Regions from separate parts of the Hordeum vulgare genome. Here region 1 is linked to region 2. Evidence: chromatin contacts called from public Hi-C data. All regions are on one chromosome and are shown on one strand. The core of a region is the stretch at or near the end of the contact, and the rest is flanking DNA. Distances in the headings are between cores, read along the strand shown. Region 1 holds the start of LOC123431111 (ribosomal biogenesis protein LAS1L-like). Region 2 has its middle 19 kb from the start of LOC123431110.

Region 1 (5,419 bases), core at 29-2,528, 62 kb after region 2:
ATGCTTGGCTCAATAGATTGCATGCATTGGAGTTGGAAGAATTGTCCAAAGGCATGGCATGGGCAATTCCACGGCCAAAAAAAGGGTTCCACTATAATCCTTGAAGCGGTGGCCGATCAGGAGACTTGGATTTGGCATGCATTCTTTGGAATGCCTGGATCTTTGAATGACATCAATGTTGTCAACCGGTCACCACTGATGAATAAGATTGCGAATGGTGAGTTGTCAGAGGTGCAGTTTGTAGCAAATGGCCGTACGTACAACTATGGCTATTATCTAGTGGATGGCATCTATCCAAAGTGGCAAACCTTCGTGAAGCCGTTGAAAAAGCCATAAGGTAAGAAAAATCTTGATTTCCACACTGCTCAGGCGGCTGCTAGAAAAGATGTGGAGAGAGCATTTGGGATTTTGCAAGCCCAATTTGCTATTGTGAGAGGACCGGCTAGATTTTGGGATCAAAAAATGCTTTGGTACATCATGCACGCTTGTGTGATCATGCACAACATGATCATCGAGAATGAACGTGGCCAAGATTTAGACTACTCACAGTATGAGCTCTTGGGACATCCCGTGCGAGTGCGACGGAGGGTTGAAAGGGTAGCCCGTTTTGTTGCCTCCTATCATGCCATTCGGCGTCCTGCAACGCACAATGATCTTCAGAAGGATCTGATTGAAGAGTGGTGGGCATGGCATGGACGACAAAGAGCATGATTTGATTGCATTATTTGTATTGTATTGTTCATGAACTATTGGTTGTGTTTATTGCATTATTTGTTGTATTGAACGATAAACTATTTGTTTGAGTTGTAATAACTATTTATTGTTGATTTATTTTGTTTGTTTGATCGTTTTTCTCCTATTTTTTGAAATGTATATGTGGTTTGTGCGTGCTACGCGCGCTGCATTTTTGGGCACTGCTGGAGCGGCGCGCGCGCTGTATTGTAGCGCGGCTGTTGGAGCCAGCGTCTATCCCCGCGCTAAACCAGCCGAAGCGCGCGCGGTAAATACATTTTTTGGACGCGACGCGAAGCGCGGCTGTTGGAGATGCTGTAACGCGGCGCGGCTGTACAGTACTACTACGAAGCTGGTTCCAACCTTGACATAAATCAAGTCACCCACACGCGCGCATGCACACGCAGCAGTCACATTGACATAAATCCAGTCTACGAAACTGGTCCAAACCTCCGAGGGGCATTCCTGGAAGACTAAGATAAACCCCAGCCTCGCCTCGCCTCGCCTCACCTGCTCGAGTTCCCCGGCAATAAATAGAGGCCTGTCTGAAATGAATCGGCGACAGAGGGGAGTTACTGCCCTCGAACGCATCAACGGCATCCATCCTCAAGGAAAAGAAGAATAAAGTTCAAGAAAGCGAAACAGTAGTAGACCACTCCGCACACAAACACCTCCCAAACCCATCCACAAGCCCCCCAACCCCGTAGAGCGCGCGGCGCGCATCAATGGATCAGCACCAGGTGAAGGAGGGAGGGACAATGGATCAGCACAAGGAGGAGCGGCAGCAGCAGGAGGGAGAGCCGACGGATCAGCGCAGGGAGGAGGAGGTGGCGGGCAAGCCCGACGAGCCGACGGATCGGCGCAAGGAGGAGGAGGAGGAGCCGGAGGAGGGAGACAACCTCAACGAGCCAACGGGTCAGCGCAAGGAGGAAGACAAGGAGGACAAGTCTGGAGAGCTCACGGACCAGCGCAAGGCGGATGCGGTGGCTGAAGAGCTCACGGACCAGCGCAAGGTGGAGGTGGAGGAGGGGGAGGGGGAGAAGGAGACGGAGAGGAGCTCCGGCGAAGAGTCCATGTCGGCCTCGTCGCTCTCGCTCTTCGTGCACCCGTGCTCGCTCCTGCTGCGGTACCTCTTCCGCGCCTACGCGTGGTGCCTGGGCATGGCCGACTCCTTCGGCGGCGGCACAAGGTCGAGCGCCGTCCCCGCTGCATCTACCAACTCATCCCGGGAAGAACCAGGCGAGGCGGCGGACATCGGGACCAGGGAGATCTCCAAGACCACCACTGACAGAGTAAGTAGTTCTCAAGTTTTTGGTGTAAGCATTTCTTGTTTCTTGGTTGTTCTTGGTTTGGTTGACGAAGAAGCTCACGGCAACGTACGCGATTTCTGCAGGGGTTCTACATGCGGGAGGTGATCATGCGCGTGAGGGCGGTGAGGAGGCCGCGGCCGCCCGGCAACCCGAGGGAAGGGCGCGGCGGCGGCGGAGGACACCACAACTAGCCCTACTTACGCCGATGCGGCGGCAATGGAGCACGTACGTACGTACGTCGTCTCAATCTTGGCGCGGTACAGTTAGCAGGATGTCGACCTCTACGTGCTTGTCAACTTCTGAAAGCAATGCCCTTTAATTATTAGCCTTTGTTTGTTCGTATGTATGTATAGCAAAGAGTCTGGATAATTAAGAAATTAAGTGTTGACGTTCTTCACGTAGACTTGGCTGATCACATATATCTTGCACTAAGATTAAGTGGACTACTGTGTGTTTGCTGTGTTAGTACAGCTGCTGTCTGTGTTCTGCAAGCTGACTGGAACCTGCTCAACTTATCTGCTAACGATGGTAGTTAACTGAAGCCTTCTCTGTTGCTCAAGTGATGCGATGTGTTGTCGGTGGTCTCGTCTTTCAGTAAGGACTGTGTGTTCGTACTGTTCTTTCACTCTGTGTTGGAGTGTGTTTTGTCTGCGTTTTTGTAAGTGCAAACCTGAACTTGAGTGCTAAAGTAGCATGTTAATTAACCACAGTCTACAGTATTCAGTCTGCTTCTCAGGTGATGTGGAAAAGGGAAAGAAACAGTATTATCATCACCCAGGTGCATTGCATATGAGTATGACTAAACGCGAGTGTCGGTCCATTTCGTTTCATTTGATTCAAATTGGAGTTACCCCTGGTCGATCCGGTTGAACTGCTTGCATGTCGGCCATTTGTATAGACTGCTAGCCAGATCATCCGATTCTAACGGAAACACAGTAGTACTATAGGTTATTGCAACATAGAGTAGTAACTAAATAGAGTAGCTAGTGCGCTACGTGCAGCTTTAGAGCAAGCCCAGATCTAAAGGCAATGGCAGTCGGCAGGGTCATCTCGCTCATCAGGCAGCGGCAGCAAAGTGCTGGCCAATGCATGGGCAGGGCTGGTAACAAGAAAAGCAGTATGGGTCGACGAATCTAATTGCCCGGAAAAGAGAACATATATACCGCTGGCAAGCCCTTTTCACTTTTTATTTTGGGAGAAAAAGAGAATATGTTGAAGATGCAAAGTCCCCGGAGGACAAAAAGCCCACCCCGGTATGAAGTACTTCACTCCAGCGCTTTGGTCGACGAACCTTTTGCATGTACAGTACTATGTTTCTGCCGTTCGTGCAATCACTGGTTTAATCTGAATTGCTGCACTTTTCTTGCCAACTTAATCAAAAGGGTTTGAAATACTCTGTCTGCTTTTATTTACTCCACATATTTAGCTTTGTCTGAACCCAAATGTTAATATTGACAAAGTTTACAGAAAAAACGATAATGTATATGATAACGAATCGACATCATTCAATACATCATTGAATATATTTTCACATCGTATATATTTGTTACTTTAGCTATTCATATTGTTCTCTCAAAACTGATCAAACTTTATAAAATTTGACTTTAGTCAAGGGTGTGGCTAGTTCTTAGTCGATTGAGACTTAACTAAATCTTAATTAAATGATTGAAATATAAATATTAAAAGAAATTTTTGCATGAATGTCCACATAAGATCCCATGAATCCAGGATCGATTGAGACTTGGTCAAGTCTCATTTGACTGAGATTTCACAATCCCGTTTAATCAAAGTTAACATACGGAGTAAATAAAAAGAAGGGAGTGTGAAATCACAAGGCAGCCACCAAATAGGTAGAACTGATTGCACGGAGAGTATGTTTGGATTGAGCCCAACTAGCCCTATCAAATTTTTGGCATGACCAAAATATTAGTAGGAATCTTTGTTTGTTAGGATATCAGTAGGAATCTTTGGTTGCTCGATTGTAGTCATAGCACCTGCCAACAATTCGGCAGAAAAGATAGCTGTCCATTTGGGTTGGAGCCAAATGGCTTGCCAGGCATTTGGCATAACAGACCGGCTGGTATTTGGTTTGGTTCCAAAATTCCATGATGAAATTTTGAAACGAGGCAAAAGATTTTCCATTTGCATTGATTAAGGAAGAAGGTTAAGAGTTAAGGCCCAAGGCCAAATAAGATACATCATTCTCGCGAAGATAGCCATGATTTTAAAAAAAAGTGCGAAGAAGTTTTCCCCTACGCCAAGGCCAGGGTTTCTATCCTCTCTGGCGATCACATCGCCTGAGAGTTCTCCTATCGATCGCTGACCCCTCCGCCGGGGGTTTGCGAGATCTCGGACTGCGCGCCCACCTCGGTGACTCGTGCGCGCCTTCCCTGCAAGTGGTGATGGAGCCGATGGCCAATGCCCTATCCGGGACTAGCGCTGGCGGCGCCGCCACCGCCAAAGCATCGGATCTGGGTGACTTCATGGAACAGCTCAACCTGGAAGATGAAGAGTTTGATGATCTGGTGATTGAGGAAGATGATCCGATGGTTAATGAAGGAGTGCTTTGGCTAGCCCTAGCTAGGTTCATACGGAAAAGAGCTTTAGCCCGACGGCGTTCTACAAAGATATGTGTGCTGCCTGGAATACGACGAAGCGTGTGAGGTTCAGACCAGTCGGACCGAACATATTCGTGGTGCAGGCGGCCTGCCTTGGTGACTGGGAGCGTATGGTGGAACAGGGGCCATTGATCTTCAGGAACTTTGTGGTGCTTATGTCCCCGTACGATGGTTTCACGAAGGCGGAAGATGTGCCCATGCGGTTTATGCCGATATGGCTTCAAATTCACAAGCTGCCTGATGGGTATTGCAAGAAGAACATAGTAGAATGTTTGTTGAGGAAATCCGGAGAAATACTGGAGATGAGGCTAAACGGGAATACCCGTGGTGATTATGTGAGTATTAGGGTTCGCCATGACATCCGAAGACCGCTCACAAAATTTGTAAGCATTGTCAGAGGATAGGAAAGGCAAGTGTTTCTAGTTCGTTATGAAAAGCTAGCTCGATTCTGCAGCGTATGTGGTCTAATTGGACATGATTATAAGGAGTGCGGCTCCGGCGTTCATGAGGAGAAGGGTAAGAAGTTTGGTCCTTGGCTTTATGCATATGGGCCAAACAAAGCAAGATCGGATGATCTTGGTCGTGGAAATGACAAGCAGAATCAGCAGCATTATACTCCAACGATGGAGAAGGAAGGGTGGAAGGCCCAGGACCCGGATCTCGCTGATACAACAACTAGCCCGTCGAAACATGTGGTCAGGGATATGCAAGTGGATCCGGTAGCACGGAAGCGTTTGGCTATGGAACTGGAAGCTGTGG
Region 2 (5,735 bases), core at 121-2,620:
CATGACGCATCGTACGAGACTATTTATAGGAGGAGTACGTACCACCGTCACGTTCGACCATTGCCAAATGAAAGGTACGCTCTGATATTTGTGTTCATCTATTGAACGGGAAATGCACACCAAATTCTCTTTTTAATTTTAAAATGCTTGCATGTGTCTAGAAAATTAGAAATCCCAAAAATAATTTGCGAATTTCCTTGTCGAAGCAAGCATTTAAGTCTCTTTGACAAAAAGAGAGAGCAAATTATCATGCTCTAAAAAGCAGACAACTAGTACTTCACTAATTTGGAGTAGTAGTGGTCTTGTATAGAAAATGGAGAGAGTATGCATGTATGGCCACTAATTTTCTCACTTTTATTAAATATGGTGTGGGAGTCAAAGGTCTTTACTAAATTGGACTCAAAGAGAGTCTACATAATGAAAATAAAAAAAATTAAGATGAGACCTCTAAACCGGAAAGAAGGGATGAATTATTTTATATGGCCATTTTACTTTCCGTGTCTTAAACTTCTTCTTAATTAATGAAAATATGTTTTTTTGTCTTGATTATAAAAACATGCTTGTTTTGTACTAGTTTCTTTTATTCTTAGAAAAAAGAGCATACACATTTATATTTGCTTTTTCTCAAAAATAAAAAGGTTGCATGTGGTAAAAATAAAATTGTATTCCCATCAGAAACAAGTGCTTTGGGTGTAGCTTCGAACTTACAACACCGAACCTCAGGTGAAGCTAAGCATTTTCGTGACACGAAAGTATCTCCAGCTACAAAACAGGACAATTTTCTTTCTTTGGGTGCAGACTTATTACACGGTTCATGAGTCACGACCACACACCAGTTCCCTCCGGGCAAAGACAGTCTTGATCAGTTCCGCGAGTATTATAGCACTACCTCACCGTCTCCTTCGACGCTTTCAAATCAAAACGAAAGACACGGCCCAAATTGCACCACAAATGAGTCTACCCCTCATTGTGTAGACTCTATGAGCATCTTCGTTCACACGGACGTCGGCAGGAATGAACAGGCGCGATTCGAATTCGATCTCGACACCAAACCCTACTTCAGCAGAAGAGAATTTCCTGAGATGACAAGACGACCCCATCTCTACGCTTGGAATCTTACTTAAATCGGAGTGAACAGCGTTTATCTTCAATGACGCGCGGGTGGGCAGGTATGCAAAGTAAACCTGGGTAGGTGAATCGAGGAGGATTCTTGAATGCTTCGCAGCTTGTTTGGTGCTTTTGTCCTCGGCATCCATCGACATTCTCTGGATTAGTTTTCTTTCGTGGCGCTGGCGCGGCAGCAGGTGGTGGCTGGCTGGCCTCCTCCCGGTCTCCCATACCCAGCTGACCACTCCCAGTCTCCCACCACGGTGGCACACTACTTTTCACCACGACTTGTCAACCGTTTGCCACCCTTACCCTTCTTCTACAGCAGATACGTACTAGTCCCTTCATTTTTTTTAGTGTGCATATAAGATTTGATCAAAGTCAAGTGATATAAAGTTTCTTTCTTTATTTCGTAATATAATGTATCTATATTTTTTAACATATAAGTTTGTTTATAAATTTAACCAACGAGATCGATTATGACGGAAGTAAAAATTATGTCGTTGAATTCATATTGAAAATATCATTGTGTTTACCCGTTGATAGTTGATATGGCATGAATACTATATAAATACTAATCAATATGTAGATCTTCTTCTCTTTGAAAAAGAGATCGGTGAGCTAAGGCCCCTTTCAATGCATAGTTGTTTAGAGTATCTTCAGCCGCGTCCTCAACGGGTTTTTTAGGATGTGTTTTCTTTGCCGGCGTCGAAAAATAGTCTCAGTCGCGTTTCGAGGTCGTCGATTTTTGCCGGTTGGGCTCATTTTTAGGCCCGACGATCTCAGGACGAACCCAACGCGCTGGGGGTGCTTGGGGGCTCCGACGGATGGGAAAACGGCGCGTGGGCCGTCACTGTGAGGCAAAAAATGGTTTTCCACCTCCAGATCTGCCCCGCTCGCGCACTACACCTTTCGCCGTCGTGTCGATCCAAGCGTCGTGCACCTACCTACCGCCGCTACAAAGGACATCTCCCCGGTAACAAAGGGAGGGTTCGCCGCTGAAAGGACGTAGATGTCGCCTAGTGGAGGTGGTGAATATGCGTTTTGAAATAATTACGGTTTAGATTTAAACAAATGCGGAATAAAACTAACGTTTAATTTATCAATCACAAAACATAAAACAACTAGGCTCACCTATGTGCACCAACAACTTATGTGTTACAGCATATATCTCCATAGGTGGTTTTGGTAATTGATGACAATTCCTATGAACTAATGGTTGCCTTAAGTTATATTTATAGGATTTGTTCATAGGCACTTCTTGAATTCCATCTGTTGGGTTCAAGGAGTTTATATGATGACCAAGATGGTATTCAATGTATTATCCAAAGAATGGTCATAGAGACACAAGGTTGATCAAGATCTCAGACAAAGAGTAAATCAAGATGATCAACACACAAAGCGTACAAGATGTACCGAGAGGGATCAAGTGATCCCATGGTATGGTAAGCATTGTCCATTACGTGTTTGTGTACTAACCCATGGTCTTCGTGAGAGTTCTATGTGTGGGTTAGGTGTGTTTCCATGGGCTTGCGTCAAAAGGAAGATCTCATACAACCCATGAAGGATGACGTCAAGTGGTGATCGTCATCAAGATTGCGGTGTGCAAGTTCAAGAAGATCAGCACGAATATATCGTGCTTGAAGCTTGCCGTCCATTGTGGTGGCAATGGACTTGTGAAGGTATGCTGAAGAGTGGCTCACCCATAGTGAGTACGAGGGAGCAATCAACTAGTCTTCATCAAGCCAACGCAATCACGAAAGGTGGTCCATCTTGAGGAAGCCAAGATCATCATCATCTAGCTCAAGAGGTCGAGGTGCAAGGTATAGGTTTGCCCTTGATAGGTTTTCTGTTTAGGATAGAATGTTGTACTGTCAAGGGGGGCTCTCAAGTGATTAGCTTGATCGTATCGTTCGTTGAGAGCTCAAACCATTTGCATCCTTGCATCATACTTCTTGGTTCTTATTTGGTGTTTCTCTTTGTGAGTTCTAGAGCTTATGGTCATCTTCATGACAAGCTCGAGTTCATCGAAAACGGAGTCCAGATGCAACTACTATGATGTTTTTGATGTTGGAGTTTTTGCCGGTTCTTCATTCATAGAGGTCTCACATCTCTAGATCATTGGCATTTTCATATCGTTGTTTGGATTGCTCTTGTCGTCCTGAATCCAACAAGCTTGGGTTTGCTCGATTCGGAGCTCGTATGCGAAAGTTATGGCTGTTTCAGTGGCGAGCGGTAGTACCGCTGGACCTAGCGGTGGTACCGCTAGAGCTGGCGGTAGTACTGCTGGCCCTAGCTGTAGTACCGTTAGAGCTAGCGGTAGTACCGCTGGCCGAGCGGTAGTACCGCCTCTGGTCAGCGGTAGTACCGCTCCAGGACTTTAGTACCGTCATCTTTGCGGTTGTACTGCGTCGGACTTTTTGCGAAGACTTTCTTGGCGGTGGTTGGCCCGGTAGTATCTTTGCGCTACCATGGGCTCAGCGTTAGTACCGCTGCAGCCAGCGGTAGTACCGCTGGAGGGTCAGCGGTAGTACCGCTGCAGCCAGCGGTAGTACCGCCGGAGGGTCAGCGGTAGTCCCGTTGGGCTTGGGCTGTAAGTGGGGGTAACGGTCTGATTCCTTCCCCCACTATATAAAGGGGGTCTTCTTCCCCCTTGATCTTATCCATCCGTTGAGCTCTTGTTCTACCTCCATTGTTGACATTCTTAGAGCTTGCTTACTCTCAATCCCTCCAATGATTCTTGTTTGTTCTTGAGGGAAAAGAGAGAGGAGATCTAGATCCACATCTCCACCAATCACTTTCTCCTCTATGTGAGGGGAACCCCTTGGATTTAGATCTCGGAGTTCTTTGTGAGCTCCTTGTTCTTCCTCTCATATTTCTCCAGAGCTTTCTTTGTTGTGGAGGGATTTGAGTGTGAGGGACTTGACCACTTCGTGTGTTCTTGCCATTGCATTAGTTGCATCGGTTTGAGTTCTCCACGGTGATACGTGGAAGTGAGAAGTTGAGAAGCTTACTACCTTTGGTACTTAGTACCCTAGATATTGTTCTTCGTGGATGCTTTGGCGTCCTAGAAGCTTGGTGGTGTCTCGGAGCTCAATCATTGTGGTGTGAAGCTCCGGGCAAGCGTCGGTGAAAGAATCGGTATGGTTTACTAGGGGGGTTGAATACGCAACGACCACTTTTTAATTAATCTTAGCAAGTTAAGGTAAACAACATATGGGTTCACAAATATTACAACAATGGGGTGAACCCTAATGAAGCTAATAACGAGAGCTACTAAGACAAGTAAGAGATAGACGACAACATAAGCATACACAAAGTAAAGGTTAGAGATAACCACAAGTGGAACCGATGGAGACGAGGATGTGTTACCGAAGTTCCTTCCCTTTGACAGGAAGTACGTCTCCGTTGGAGCGGTGTGGAGGCACAATGCTCCCCAATAAGCCACTAAGGCCACCGTATTCTCCTCACGCCCTCGCACGATGCAAGGTACCGTGATTCCACTATAGGTGCCCTTGAAGGCGGCGACCGAACCTTTACAAACAAGGTTAGGGCAAACTCCACACAAAGCTTGGAGGCTCCCAACAAGACCACGAAGCTTCACCACAATGGAATGTGGCTTCGAGGTGACCTCAACCGTCTAGGATGCTCAAACACCCAAGAGTAACAAGATCCGCAAGGGATTGGTGGGGGAATGAACTTTTCTCTTGGTGGAAGTGTGGATCTAGGCCTTCTCAACCAATCCCGAAAGAATCAACAGGTTTGATTGGCTAGGGAGAGAGATCGGGCACTTTTGAGCTTAGGGAGCAACAATGGAGCTTGGGAGGGTAAGAGATAAGGTTCCACAGCTAGAAGAACCCTTTATATAGTGTGTGTGTGGGGGGGGGGGAATCCAACCGTTTCCCACTCTCAGCCCGAGTCTAGCGGTACTACCGCTGGATGCAGCGGTACTACCGCTAGCACTCCAGCGGTACTACCGCTGGCTGCAGCGGTACTACCGCTAGGCCCCTGGTAGTGCATACGCACTACCACCGCCAAGAAAGTCTTCGCAAAAAGGTCCGTCCACGTACAACCGCTAGGCAGGCGGTACTGAGCTCCTGGAGCGGTACTAACGCTGACCAGGGGCGGTACTACCGCCATCTAGCGGTACTACCACTGGCTGCAGCGGTACTACGGCTAGCACTCCAGCGGTACTACCGCTGGGGGACCATTTGCACAGAAGAGGGAAACACAAAGGCAGGAGCCACTCCAAAGATGCTGGCAGGGGAAAATATGTGAAGTGTGCGCGTGCAAAGATTGATTCCACCCAAATCTTTCCACTACGGTTCCCCTCTTAATAGTACGACTTTCCTATGACTCAAATAAAGAGAATCGTAGAGAACGCCAGCCTTCTGTTCCACAAACGAGGGGGCGAGTCGTCTTGTGCCATTGACGTGTGTTATCTGAAATCTTAATCACACACGGTTAGTCCTTTGCGGTACTGTCATCAATCACCAAAATTACTTAGGCATAAACTATGCCCCAACAATCTCCCCCTTTTTGGTGGATTGATGACAATACCGGATTTGCACAGAGAATAATATGAGAACTAAAAGATAGAGATATATGACAAAAAGGAGCATATGACT

What was found. Hi-C and Micro-C count contacts between places; a contact is called where the count stands out from the background.
Region 1: a contact with region 2 is called in a Hi-C map of seedling, with 4 times the contacts expected there. The contact joins the promoter of LOC123431111 here to the enhancer-like site in region 2. A contact is called at or near these places in 3 of 6 Hi-C or Micro-C datasets (leaf and seedling) and 1 of 1 datasets of contacts at active chromatin or transcription factors (embryo).

Annotation. Positions count from the first base shown.
Region 1 is chr2H:639,967,052-639,972,470 of MorexV3_pseudomolecules_assembly, forward strand. It overlaps LOC123431111 (ribosomal biogenesis protein LAS1L-like), which reads left to right and starts at 1,279. Exons shown (of 2, transcript XM_045114946.1): 1 at 1,279-2,024; 2 at 2,126-2,439. The coding sequence starts at 1,458. The coding sequence ends at 2,233.
Region 2 is chr2H:639,905,036-639,910,770 of MorexV3_pseudomolecules_assembly, forward strand. No RefSeq gene overlaps it. Among protein-coding and RNA genes, the nearest start is that of LOC123431110, 19 kb to the left of the region's middle. Within about 2 kb of position 1,371, at least 1 of the 3 cell types and tissues checked has open chromatin away from gene starts, as enhancers often do. A contact at or near this core is called in seedling, where this site is marked.